Regions from separate parts of the Mus musculus genome. Here regions 2 and 3 are each linked to region 1. A link is a contact called in public HiChIP or PLAC-seq data. All regions are on one chromosome and are shown on one strand. The core of a region is the stretch at or near the end of the contact, and the rest is flanking DNA. Distances in the headings are between cores, read along the strand shown.

What was found. HiChIP or PLAC-seq counts read pairs in DNA pulled down with a chosen protein or histone mark.
Region 2: a contact with region 1 is called in an H3K27ac HiChIP or PLAC-seq map of embryonic stem cells, with 8 read pairs. The contact joins the promoter of Ddx39a here to the enhancer-like site in region 1. A contact is called at or near these places in 3 of 39 promoter capture datasets (the SN4741 cell line, cranial neural crest and embryonic stem cells), 1 of 15 datasets of contacts at CTCF or cohesin (large pre-B cells), 4 of 115 datasets of contacts at active chromatin or transcription factors (bone marrow-derived macrophages and embryonic stem cells) and 4 of 9 other capture datasets (adipose tissue, embryonic stem cells, liver and 1 more).
Region 3: an H3K27ac HiChIP or PLAC-seq map of embryonic stem cells shows a contact between it and region 1, with 26 read pairs. The contact joins the promoter of Adgrl1 here to the enhancer-like site in region 1. A contact is called at or near these places in 10 of 39 promoter capture datasets (the 3T3-L1 cell line, 3T3-L1-derived adipocytes, the C10 cell line and 6 more), 3 of 15 datasets of contacts at CTCF or cohesin (the NIH/3T3 cell line, embryonic stem cells and pro-B cells), 21 of 484 Hi-C or Micro-C datasets (the 3T3-L1 cell line, B cells, the G1E-ER4 cell line and 10 more), 18 of 115 datasets of contacts at active chromatin or transcription factors (bone marrow-derived macrophages, craniofacial prominence, differentiating embryonic stem cells and 8 more) and 3 of 9 other capture datasets (adipose tissue, liver and pancreatic islet).

Annotation. Positions count from the first base shown.
Region 1 is chr8:83,817,647-83,821,635 of GRCm38.p6, forward strand. No RefSeq gene overlaps it. Among named protein-coding and RNA genes, the nearest start is that of Gm51542, 49 kb to the left of the region's middle. Within about 2 kb of position 1,670, at least 8 of the 459 cell types and tissues checked have an H3K27ac peak or open chromatin away from gene starts, as enhancers often do. A contact at or near this core is called in differentiating embryonic stem cells and embryonic stem cells, where this site is marked.
Region 2 is chr8:83,713,245-83,717,233 of GRCm38.p6, forward strand. It overlaps Ddx39a (DEAD box helicase 39a), which reads left to right and starts at 1,933. Exons shown (of 11, transcript NM_197982.3): 1 at 1,933-2,093.
Region 3 is chr8:83,898,201-83,902,189 of GRCm38.p6, forward strand. It overlaps Adgrl1 (adhesion G protein-coupled receptor L1), which reads left to right and starts at 1,898. Exons shown (of 23, transcript NM_181039.2): 1 at 1,898-2,724. Gm26721 (predicted gene, 26721) reads right to left here and starts at 1,527. Exons shown (of 4, transcript NR_166528.1): 1 at 981-1,527.

The DNA.
Region 1 (3,989 bases), core at 420-2,919:
TCCAATTTCTTTCTTTTCTTTCTTTCTTTCTTTCTTTCTTTCTTTCTTTCTTTCTTTCTTTCTTTCTTTCTTTCTTTCTTTCTTTCTTTCTTTCTTTCTTTCTTTCTTTCTCTCTCTCTCTCTCTCTCTCTCTCTCTCTCTCTCCCTTCCTTCCTTTCTTTCTTCCTTCCTTCCTTCCTTTCTTCCTTTCTTCTTTTCTTTCTTTCTTTTTATTTTGTTTTTTCGAGACAAGGTTTCTCTGTGTAGCCCTGGCTGTCCTGGAACTCAACTTTGTAGACCAGGCTGGCCTCCACCTCAGAGATCCGCCTGCCTCTGCCTCCCAAGTGCTGGGATTAAAGGAGTGCGCCACCACTGCCTGACTGTGGGGTTTCTTTTGCTGTGATTAAAACATTTCCATTCCAGCACACAGAGGCAGGAGAATAGGAAGTTCAAGGCCATCCTTGGTTTTGTATGAGGTTTGAGGATAGTCAGGGCATCAGACACTGTCTCAAACAAATGAGAAGATAAAACCCACTTTCAATTTCTATCTTCAGTTTTCAACTGGTGTTATCTGGATATAATCTGATCATCAGTTGGAAACCAGGTATTAGTTATCTAGTTCTTGTCTTAGTCTGTTGGCTAGGCTGTCAAGTATCAGGAACCCCACCCACAAAATCTGCCTTAGCCTCTCTCACTGTTACAGGACATGCACAGAAGGAAGGGAAAGTGGAAAGGCCTTATATGGGCTCCTGGCTCATCTAAGGCCAGTCACACAGTTCTGTGTTCTGGGCCTGAGGTGGAGCAGACATGGACAGTGAGCCTCGGTGGCTGGAGGCCGTTTCCCTTATGGTGACCAGAGAAACAAAGGGGCAAAAGGCAAGCTATATATACTCCGCCAAGACAAACCCCAGCAGTCCTGTGCTGGTTTTTGTCAACTTGACACAAACCTTGGGGTCATTTGGGAAGAAACTTTAATTAAGGAATTGCCTCCATTAGGCTGTCCTATAGGCAAGACTGTGGGGCATTTTCTTAATTAATTATTGATGTGGGAGGGCCTGGCCCACTGTGGTGTTTTCCTTTTTAATTATTGATGTGGGAGGGCCTGGCCCACTGTGGGTGGTTGGTCTGGAACCCCAGGTTGGTCCTGGGTTGTATAAGAAATCACACTGCGGAAGTCTTGGGGAGCCAGCATCCCCAGGGAAGCCAGGAAGCCAGGAAGCATCCTCTCCCGGGAGCCTCTGCATCATGCCCTGCATCGAGTGTCTTCTCTGACGCTCTCAATGATGAGGTGCAAACCATGAGGTGCAAGATGAAGTAAACCCTCTCCTCCACAAGGCATCTTTGCTGCTGCTTTGTTTGTTTAGAGTTTTATCTTTATTTGGTAAGTATGGGTGTTTTGTCTGCATGTTTGTGTGTACCACTTGTCTGCCTGGTGTCCAAGGAGACCAGAGAGGACTCTTTGGAGCTGGAGTTACAGAGAGTTACGAGCTGTCTTATGGGTCCTGGAAATAGAACCTGCGTCATCTGGAAGAGCAGACAGTACTTGTAATGACTGCATCATCTCTCTAGCCCCTGTTTGGTTTTGAGAAGAGTGGCGGGGGTGGGGTGGGGTAGGGGTGGGGGTGGGGGTGGGGTGTTTCTCTATGTAGCTCTGGCCTGCAAATTGTTATGTAAACCAGGTTGATCTGAAACTTAACAAAGATCCACCTGCTTCTGACTCCTGAGTGCTGGGATTAAAGGTGAGCACCACTGTGTCCGGCTCCAAGTTGGTTTTGGTCTATGTTTTAGTATAGCAGCTGAGAACCTAACTAGAACAATCCCACTGCATCTGCCTAGAGTGCCATCCAGCATCCAACACCTACCAACAGTTCATCAAGTTATAGACTCACCAACATATTAATCCAGGGCTAAGGGCAGAGCCCTTGAGACCCACACATTTCCCAGCCTGGCTCTGAACAGCATGCTGGGGACAGAGTGAAGCCTCACGCCCCAGGAGGAGATAGTTAGATCAAATAGCAGCAGTGCCAGCTCCTGCACCCGGCTTCAGCTACTGTCATTAACACTGGCGACAAGGGGCCTAGGACAGGAGGCTGAGGTGGAGGAGCAGGCTAGCCTGGGCTACAGAGTTGAGACTCTGTCTCAGGTGAAATGGAAAAGAACTGAGAAGTAGAACCTCTAGCAAGAATCCCATCAGGGCTGGACAGATGGCTTAGTGGTAGAGCTCTTGCCTAGAATGCCCAGTAAGAGACTCGGGACTCAGAGGCAGCTCAGTGCCTGCTGGCAGTGTGGCTCAGTAGTAGAACCCCTGTCTAGACTCTCCCGACTGGGGGCATGGCTGGGAACATGGCTCAGCTAGAACTCCGGCCTAGAATCCCACAGTGAGGGGCCATACCATCCACCCAATCCTAGAGACTGCTCTGACCTCCAGTCACTTCCCTCTGGTGGCTGTGTTATGTGGCCTGTAGTGGATTCCTATTCAGAGAGCACTACAGTCCATCTCCAGCCCAAGCCTTTAGCCTTCTTTGTGTTCCCTTTCAGGTCAGGGAGTGCTCACCTGCAACTTTACATCCATCCCTCTCTTCCCAAGGTAGAGCATTTGGCATCCTGTGGGAGTGTCAGTGTTGGCTCAGAGAAGTACTTCACACTGTTTCTCCAATTGGTTTAGAAATGTGTCTGTCTATCATCTATCTACCTATCTACCTACCTATCTATCATCCATCCATCCATCCATCATCTTCTGGGAATGGACCTGAAAATCCCACAGACTCTTCACTCACTCTGACAATGAGCCACGCCCTCATCCCTCCGCATCTTGCCATCCTTACTGTCTGTCATGCCAGAGTTCAGCCGAGAGGCTGCACAGCTCTGCAGTTAAACTTGATGGGGTGGGTTCAAATCCCACCCTCACTACACACTCCCCATGTGTTTTGGGATAAATTATTCAACCTCTCTGTGCCTCCATCTCTCCATCTAACAGATGAGAACAGTGGTATTTATTGCAAACGTTGGTTGTGATAGCCAATGCTGCAGCCCCACCCCTGAGTGGCCGCTAGTGTCCATACTGCACAATGCACCAGCAGCAGGTCTCACCGCCGCTCTCCAGATTCCTTCCACTCCGTTTGTTCTCGCTGGGTCCCCAGGCATAGCAGCAGCTGGCTCTGCCAGCGCTGTCCCCAGCTGCCCACTCCCAGTGGCCCCTTTCTTCCCTTTCTTTCCTTCGCTCCTGCATCTTGGTCATGCCTGGATTCCTACGCCATCTCCGCCTCTCTCCTTTGCACCTCCACCTTGGGGTGACCAGATCCCTTGCCTCTTGGGACAGCTTTCTAGCACTTTTCCCCCTTTTAAGAGATCGACTGCAATTTCTATAATAACATCACATTAGCCAGAAATTAATGTCCTCATTAAGACAGCAATTAGGCACATTAGCGTGGCAATAAAGGAGAAGCTTATGAAATAATTGCTGGTTCCAAAATGCCTTTAATTTAGTATTTTATACTGTGCTGTGTTATTAATTTTTTCCCTTGGCAGAAGATAATAAGAGAAATGTCTGAATTTGAACATTCATTCGAAGGAAAGTGGTGCCAGCCCCTTTAAATGGTTGACGTCTGTTTTTCCATACCCCTTGTCCTGGCCATGGAGGGCAGGCAAGGAAGGTGGACAGTGAACTAGGGGACACAGGCCATGGGTCCATCTCATCTGAGGAGCATTTTCCCTGAGCAGTGTCTGCTTGTTTGTTTCTTCTGGGCTACATCTCCTGAGTTCAAATGTGTTCAGCAATATTTGGGGAACCCAACAGCTCTGCCCACGTGTAGGGTTTCCCACTGTGGGAAATGTTGACCGAATGATCTGTCTAGTCTATCAGACGGTTAAGTAAGACAAAACTCCATTTTACAGAAACTGCAAGAGTGGAAGAAACTTCTCAGAGGTTAAGGAGCAGTGGCTGTTCTTCCAGAGGACCCAGGTTCAATACCCAGCTCCCATGTGGTGGCTCACAGTGGCTGGTAACCCAG
Region 2 (3,989 bases), core at 683-3,182, 100 kb before region 1:
GGACACTTGTCATCCCAGCACCTGAAGGACTGAGGTAGGAAGATGGTGACTTCAGCGTAGCCTTGGCAATTGAGTGATATAAAATAAAGTATGTTGGGTAAGGTAGCACATACCTTTAACTTCAGCACTTGGAAGGCAGGGGCAGGTGTATATATGAGTTTAAGGTCAGCCTGATCTACATGATTTCCAAGCCAGACAGAGCTATGTGGTGAGACCTTGTCTCAATAAACAAAAGATAAAAATAAAGGGCTAGTGAGATGGTGCTGCTGCCCAGCCTTAATGACATGCGTGTGCTCTTCAGGGCTCGCTGATCTCCATTGCACAGATACAAACACGCCAACAGAGCAGTGTACAAAGTAAGACATTCCCACTCGTCCCACCATGCTCCCCACATGATGATAAGGGACTGAGTCTCTGGAAATGTGAGCAAGCCCCCAACTAGATGCTTTCTTTTATGAGTTGCCATGGTCATAACTAAGAGTGGTTTCAGCTCTGCAGGGATGGAATCTAGATGTGTGGGCAGTTTGTTTGTTCATTTTGTGTTTGTGTTTTGAAACAGAGTCTCTCTTTGTAGCCCTGGCTATCCTGGACTTTACTGTATAGACAAGGCTGGCCTTGGACTCAAAGAATTCTGCCTGCCTCTAACTATCCTATGTAGACCAGGCTAGTTGAAAGCAGAGTTCTCTGCTTCTAGAGAACTGGGACTAAAGTTCTGTGCCACTCTGACTGGTTTTTGTTTGTTTGTTTGTTTGTTTGTTTGTTTTGTTTTGTTTTGTTTTGAGAGAGAGAGAGAGAGAGAGAGAGAGAGAGAGAGAGAGAGAGAGAGAAAGAATTATGTTTGTGGAAAGAAAGGATGAGTGTAGACAGCATTAACATCTAGAGTTTATTTATCTGGCAGGTAGCCTCTCAGTACCATGATCTAGACAATGTAGATTGTGTTTCAGGCTGGGGATTTTATAGCTAAGGATGGGGAAGGGAGAAGAAGGTTTCATAGGGGCAGAATGGGGGTTAGCTGTTTTCCTTAGACAAGGTCTTTTTCTATCACCAGATATCTGGGGTCAGGCAGCTGCTTTTCTTCTGCAATCCCCAAAGAGCTGGCTTTCTGGAACTATGAGCTCAGTTTACGGCCTGGGATTTTTGTTTTGGTGGTGGTACAATGTAGGGGTAAGAAAAACAAGGGCTGGAGAGATGGCTCAGCGGTTAAGAACGCTGACTGTTCTTTCACAGGTCCTGAGTTCAAATCCCAGCAACCACATCATGACTCAACCATCTGTAATGAGATCTGACGCCCTCTTCTGGTGCTGTCTGAACAGCTACAGTGTACTAAGATGTAATAATAAATAAATCTTGCCAGGCCTGGTGGTGTACGCCTTTAATCCCAGCACTTGGGAGGCAGAGGCAGACGGATTTCTGAGTTCGAGGCCAGCCTGGTCTACAGAGTGAGTTCCAGGACAGCTAGGGCTTCACAGAGAAACCCTGTCTCGAAAACCAAAAATAAATAAATCTTTTTAAAAAGGGGGGCTGGGCGTGGTGGTGGACGCTTTTAATCACAGCACTCACACCTTCAATCACATGGAGGAAGAGGCAGGCAGATCTCTTGAGGACAGCCTGGTCACAGATGGAGTTGTTCCATGACAGCAGGGCTACCCAGAGAAACCCTGTCTCGAAATGATACAACCAAACAAAAGAGTCAGGGCTTCTAAGCTAGGCAGGCAAGGACACTTTAAAAAGCTGGGGCACATACACGCGCAATTAACGTGCGGATGCCAGCTAAAAGTGGCAGTATCCACTGTGGCCCTTAACTCATCTCACGTGACTGGGCGGGAACCGCCGCTTAGCCCACTCCCCCTTTGGACACGCCTACTTTACGACTGCCCAATGAACCTGAGTCTAGGTACGCCCAATAGCCGGTCGACAGCGTCCTTATAAACCAACCATCATCCTTTCCTCTGTTGAGTGATAAGCCAGCTATCCAGTGAGCGAGACTCGAGTTGGGCTCCAGGCAGGAAGCACTGTAGCGCGCGTCCAGGGTCGCGGCGTAGAACCGGACGGGTGGCTCTCTTTGCAGCTCGCGGAGGCGAACCGGGCGGCAGGTAAGTGGCGGGTCCCGAGGCCGGGGCCGCGGTGCGGGGCTGTGGGTTCGCCGAAAGGGAAGCTGCGGGGCGCGGTGCAGCGGGAGGAGTGGGCGCACAGCAGCGGGACGGTTAGGCACCTCGAGCCGGCGGCCGTTGGGCTCCATTGAGCATGCGCCAGGGGCGGGCCAGCCGTTAGTAGGTCGGCTTCCGGGGACGGTGATGGGAATGGCGGCTCTCGGAGGCCCCATGTGTACCGTGGTGGGATTGAGGGACCGGGCGGATCCACACTGCGTTTTCGGTCACGGCGAGAGGACTCAGGCTATCTGGGCAGACGTCCCGAGTCTGCAGTCACCGGCTTCCCGTCTTGTTCCGCCGCTCGCCCAGGAGATTCTTCTCCAGACTCTGATGCGGAAGGCCAGTGTCGCGCCTCTTAGGAACGTGGCCATTCACTCGGCGTCGCTTTCCCGGTGTGAGGCCGGTTCAGCCCGTTGCCTCTGGTCTGCCTGGACCTATAGTTGAAACTTTAGGTCTGTGACAGTCTGGGTTCACTTGTTTCATTTTCCTGGTTGAAGCAAGGCCTGACGTATTGGGGGTGGGGGGCCATACGCTCCGAGTTGCGCCTCAACTAGTTCCCGGAACCTTTTGTGTGCCTAGATTCTTGAGACAGGATCTCTTTACATAATCCTGGTCGTCCTTGAACTCTCTCTCTGAAGACCAGGTCGGGCTCGAACTCACTGAGGTCCACTTGGCTCAGTCCCCGGAGGTCTGGTATTAAAGGCGTGTCCCACTAAGCCCGGCTTCACATTTATCCTTTCACCAGCACAATAAATGTTTTTAAAGCAGTACTGCCTAAAGACAGAGTACACATATGAGAGGCCAGAAGATAGGTTCTCCTGAAATCGAGGTTGTTCTTGAAGTTTTTTATTTAGGTGTAAATATTTGAATGACTACCTGTGTGCAGGTGCTCTAGGAGGCCGGAAGTACTGACCCTGGAGTTAGAAGGATGTAAACTGAGAAACCTAACTCAGGTCGTGTGAAAGCATCATTAATTCTTAAGCCACATTGGCCACCTTGCCTAGCCAGTCTTAGAACTTAAAAGTTTTTTGGTTGTTGTTGAAACAAGATCTCACTGTGTAGCCCAGGCTAGCCTGGAACTAGAGATCTGTCTGTCCCTGTCTCAGGCATTTTTTAGAATTCATTTTTAATATATTCTAGCATTTGGGAAGTGGAGGCAGGAGGATCTGGAATTCGAGGCTAGTCTGGGCTACACACAAGTTTGAGGGCCTGCATGAGACTCAGTTTCAAATAGAAATAGGTACATCTTGGTCATTCAGGTGTTTGAACCCAGAGATGTGTGATTCTTTTCTCCCCAGGACTGGCTTTGAGCTCTTTGGTGACTCATCTTCTCGACTTCAGTACCCCACCCAGCTAATTCCCTTTCAGTGAATTAGTTTCTCCCTGCTGTTGCTCTTATCTTCCACTCCATCTTGAGCAAATTCTTACTGAATCACTCAACTCCAAGCCTAGTTAGCAACTGAAGTACACAACACAGGCCCTGGGCCTGCTCAGCTCTCCTCTCCTAGCTGTCTCTGCTTTAAACCTTTGCTGGGGTCTAGTGCTTTAAGGACTGATACCTAAGCATTTTCACTTGTGTATGTGTAGGGGTGTGTGGATGTGGGGGACTCGTACAGCACAGTGACAGCCAGGTGTGATGTAGCTGGAGTAGGCTCCCTCTGCCTGCTGTGGGAGTTGTGTAGCATAGGGATCAGTGGACACTGAGGAGGCTGTTGGTGTGATCCAGACAAAACAATGTAACCCAAAAATGACACCCGTGATATTCTTACATGCTGTGGCATCAGCACAATCAACTTGAATATGCTTCACCACCTTTCAAAAAGAAAACCTCTGGATGGG
Region 3 (3,989 bases), core at 648-3,147, 81 kb after region 1:
CAACGGTGCCTCCCCGCCCAATCTCCCACCAGGAGGAGCTACATAGAAGGGTTTTTTGGGAACAGGTTAATGGCCTATACATTAAGGCTTTTGTGGATAATCTTTGTTCCTATTCAAGACCCACCCAAGTTCTTCCACTCTCAAACCTTTTCCTGACTTTAACCCACTCAGCAGGCAGAACAGCACCTTCCATGCACACTGAGATGGACTTTTAACCCACCCCATCCCCCACCCCACCCCACACCTCCTGCTCTAACCTCAGCACATCACATTCTCTGAAAAATCCACATCAGGGTTTATCTGCACTCCTAAGGCAGTGCTAACATTCAGCTGGACGTTGAACTTGAATAAGCTGCCGGATTCGGTATTTAGGCTGCTTTTGGGTGGATTCCCTTCCCCAAGGATCCAAGCCCAGTTTTTGCTTCTCCTCAGCCATCAATCTTAAGAGTTGCACCCATCCTTCGTAAAACGGATTCTCAGCGCGGCAGCTTCCAAGCTCTGTTCTTACCTCTCTGGATTCCGCTCCCCTGAACCCACACCCCAACCCCCGCACTGAGTTGTCTATATTGCTTAAGTGCCTGGTTTTGGCCCCGGGTTCAGCTTTATAGCCTCCCCCCACCAAAAAAAAAAAAAAAAACCAAAAAAACAAATAAACTATAAGTCTAGGCAGTGGTAGCTTTGGCTCCAGATATTTGGGCCAGGTCGACCCCCTTTCCCATCTAGAGAAGCAATCCTAGGCTTCATCTGTAGCTGGGGGGCTGAACCCAGCCTCTGGCTTCACTCACTAAGTCCAAAGCCTAGGAATCTAAGTCCGATCCGCTGCCCTACTTCTCCGAGTCCATCACCTGCAGTGTAGTTCTTACGTTGTGGAAATCTGCACCGGGCTTTTGCTCTCGCCATCAACCTAAAATTCAATTTTTTTTTTCTTCCCTACCCACCCCCTCCAAAACCAGACGCTTGAGGCGTTTATAGATACTAACCTCTCCTCCGCTCCTGCAGCCTGGTCAGCTCCAGGACCCTGTCCGGTTGCCAAGGCTCTCTCTTCTGTTTGGGGGAGGGGGGCTGTTCTCATCCCATCCTACCTACGCTCCAGTCCTGGCTTTGCGTCCCTCCCTCGTTTTTTTTTTTAATTAATTTATTTATTTATTTTTTTATTGTAGGTCTGGTCTCCCAGGGTAGCGGGATCCACACCACATCCCCTTCCTGTCGCATCACCCAGGATCCAGATACTGCTTTTACCTGCCGGCTCTGTTGCAGCCAGCGCGCGGGATCCTTCCATACCTCAGTCCAGCCCTCATTTTGTCCCTCCCCACCCCACGTCGCTGTTAGGAAGATGGGGGACAGCCTACGCTCTTGTCAGTCACTAAGCAGCACTCCCTCCGGCCCTCCTGCAATCCCGGGTGGGAGACGCTCTGGTCCAGGTCTTTTTTGTTGCCACCGCACAGGCCTGACGCATTACTCCATCTCCCTTGGAAGAATCCGGACCGAAATTTGCGTGCCTCGAGTGCATCTGGCCCTGTCGCAGCTACCTCCCCTCCCACTCCTACCCCCCCACACCGCGCCCCTCCCGTCCCTACCCTCTCTGCCAAATCCGGACCAGGTTTTGCGCAGTCCTTGCACAGCTCTCCATTTACCCCTCACCGGCTAGGCGCCTTTCTGCACAGCACGGCTGCAGAGTCCGTTCCGTTTTTTCTTGCCGCCCGTCGCACCCCACCCCCCCCCAGCCCAACTAGGGGGATCTAGCGCGTCGCCTCCCTCTGCCCACTTTTCCTTGGGGGAGGCGAGTGGAACTCCAGGCCAGGTTTCCGGGCCCTTCCTCGGGGCGCACGGGAGGGCTGCGGAGACTAGTCCCCGGCGGGTAGTCCAGGCCAGGTTTTGCGCTTGTCCGCCGCCCCCCTCCCGGAGCCGGCGGGCCCGGCAGCGCCGAGAGCAGGCGGCTTGTCATTGCTGGTGCCCCGCGCCCGCTCGCTCCGCGAGTCCTGCGGTGCCCACGGGCCCAGCCCCGCGCCCCCTGCTCCGGCCACCCCGGGGGCGCAACGCCGCCGCGCCTGCTTCCAGCTGTGTAGCTCCGGCCCCCTGCGGGCAGCGCGAGCGGTCGGCGCGGGAGCAGTCGGCGCTGCGACGCCCCCGCCCCGCCGTCTGCCGGAGACGCCCCGGCGGATGGGGCCGCGCGGGCCCAGGAGCGGCGCCGCCGGGCGGCGGGGGCCTGCGCGGCCGCCCGGGCAGCCGCGTTAACCCTTCGCCCGCTGCCGTCCGGGGGCGCTGGGAAGTCGCCTGGGCACACACGTGCCGCCTCCGTCGGGGCCGCGGAGCTGCGGGGGAGATGCGGGCAGCCGGCGCCGCCTCGGGGGGCTCCGCCTCGCCCCAGCCCCCCGAGCTCTGACGCCGCCCCCGCCCCTCCGCCTCCACGCCTCGCTCCCCGGGAGGGGCGCAGACCCGCGCGCCCGGGGCCGGGGCCGCCTCCGGAGCGCCGCGATCCGCCTTTTCTTTCCTTTTTTTTTTTTTTTTTATACTCCCCCCCCCCACCCCTTCCCTTTTAAATTTTGGTCGGTGGCGGCGGTGCTGGGCCGGAGGAAAGAAGGGACACGGAGTCCTCCCTCGCTCAGCCACCCCCTCCCCGCTTCCCCCTGGGCCGGGCTCCGGGAGATGTGCCGGGCGGGGGGCCCGGCTTCGCGGAGCCGCCGGAGGAGCGCGCACGGCCGACCCCGAAGCGCCGCTGGACAGGTGAGTGTGCGGGAGCCTCAGGCCACGCCGCACCTGGGCCAGGTGTGCGCGGCGGGAGGGGCGGGGAGCACCCTACCCCCGCCCGCCGGGGGCTTGGTGAGGGTGCGGATGGGCGGCCGCAGGGTGCCCTGCAGGGGGAGGGGACCGCTAGTGTGCCCGCGCGTGGCTGCGTGTGCCCGCGCGCGCGCCGGCCTTTGTGGGGAAGCGGCGCGGCGGTGCCTGCGTGTCCCCGGTGCGTGTGCGCGCGGGTGCTTGGCGCCCTGTTTGTGTAGGTGTCTGGGTGTGAGTGGAGAGGGTGCGTGTGCGCGCAGCGCGCGGGCCCGGGCTCCCCAGAGAAGCCATGTCGGGGGGCTGGCACCGCAGGATGCTGGGCCAGCCCCCCCCCCCCCCCGACATGGCTTGTTTTTCTCTGGGAGGCAGTGGCGCTAATGGTGGTTGGGGGTGGTATGGGGAGAGGTATGTCTGGGTGTCGAGTGAGTTTCAGCCCGGAGGGGTGCTTTGGGCAACCCTGGTGCAGTTGTGAGACATCTTCTGTTAGTGGTACCCTGTTAAGCACGGATGGAGGCTGTCAGGTTGGATCTACCGGAACGAGCTTTCTCTCCTCTTCCAGGTGTTCCTGAAATAGAGCTGTGTGGCTCAGTTGTCATCGTCCCGTTTGAGGGTCCTGGGATGAAAGTCCAGTTCGTGTGTGTGTGTGTGTGTGTGTGTGTGTGTGTGTGTGTGTGTGTGTGTGTGTGTGTGGTGGGAGGGTAGTGTGTACTTATGCAGTGGCCAGAAAATGTCCTCAAATGGCATCACTTCAGTGCACCCCAGGCACCTATGTGAAGATGGCACCCCGCCGGCAAACAGCCCCTAAGCTCACCCATCCCAATCTGTACACTTCTCGGCTAGGTTAGCTTCCAGCCCTATCCTCGCCCAGCATCTTATTACTGTACCTTCCTCATCTCCCCACCCCGCCTTCTCCTCAGCTTTGGCATCTTTGTGGATGTCCCTCCTGTCCCAATGTGAACCAGAGAGCCCCCTTCTTTCCCAGCCTCTCTGGGACCCAGAGCCGGATCTGTCTTCCCATATCCAAACATGTGGTGCGTTTGGGGGAGTTGGGGGAGGGGTTCAAGATGGCCGCCAAGATGGCTGGCAGCCTCTTTATCTCTGTCTGTCTCCCCCTCTCTCTGCTTACCCTCATGCCTCCAGTGGAGTAGGGAGGGTCAACGTGGGGAGAGAGTTGGACAGTGTAGGGACAGGTGTGGAGGACACCTGAGGGTGGA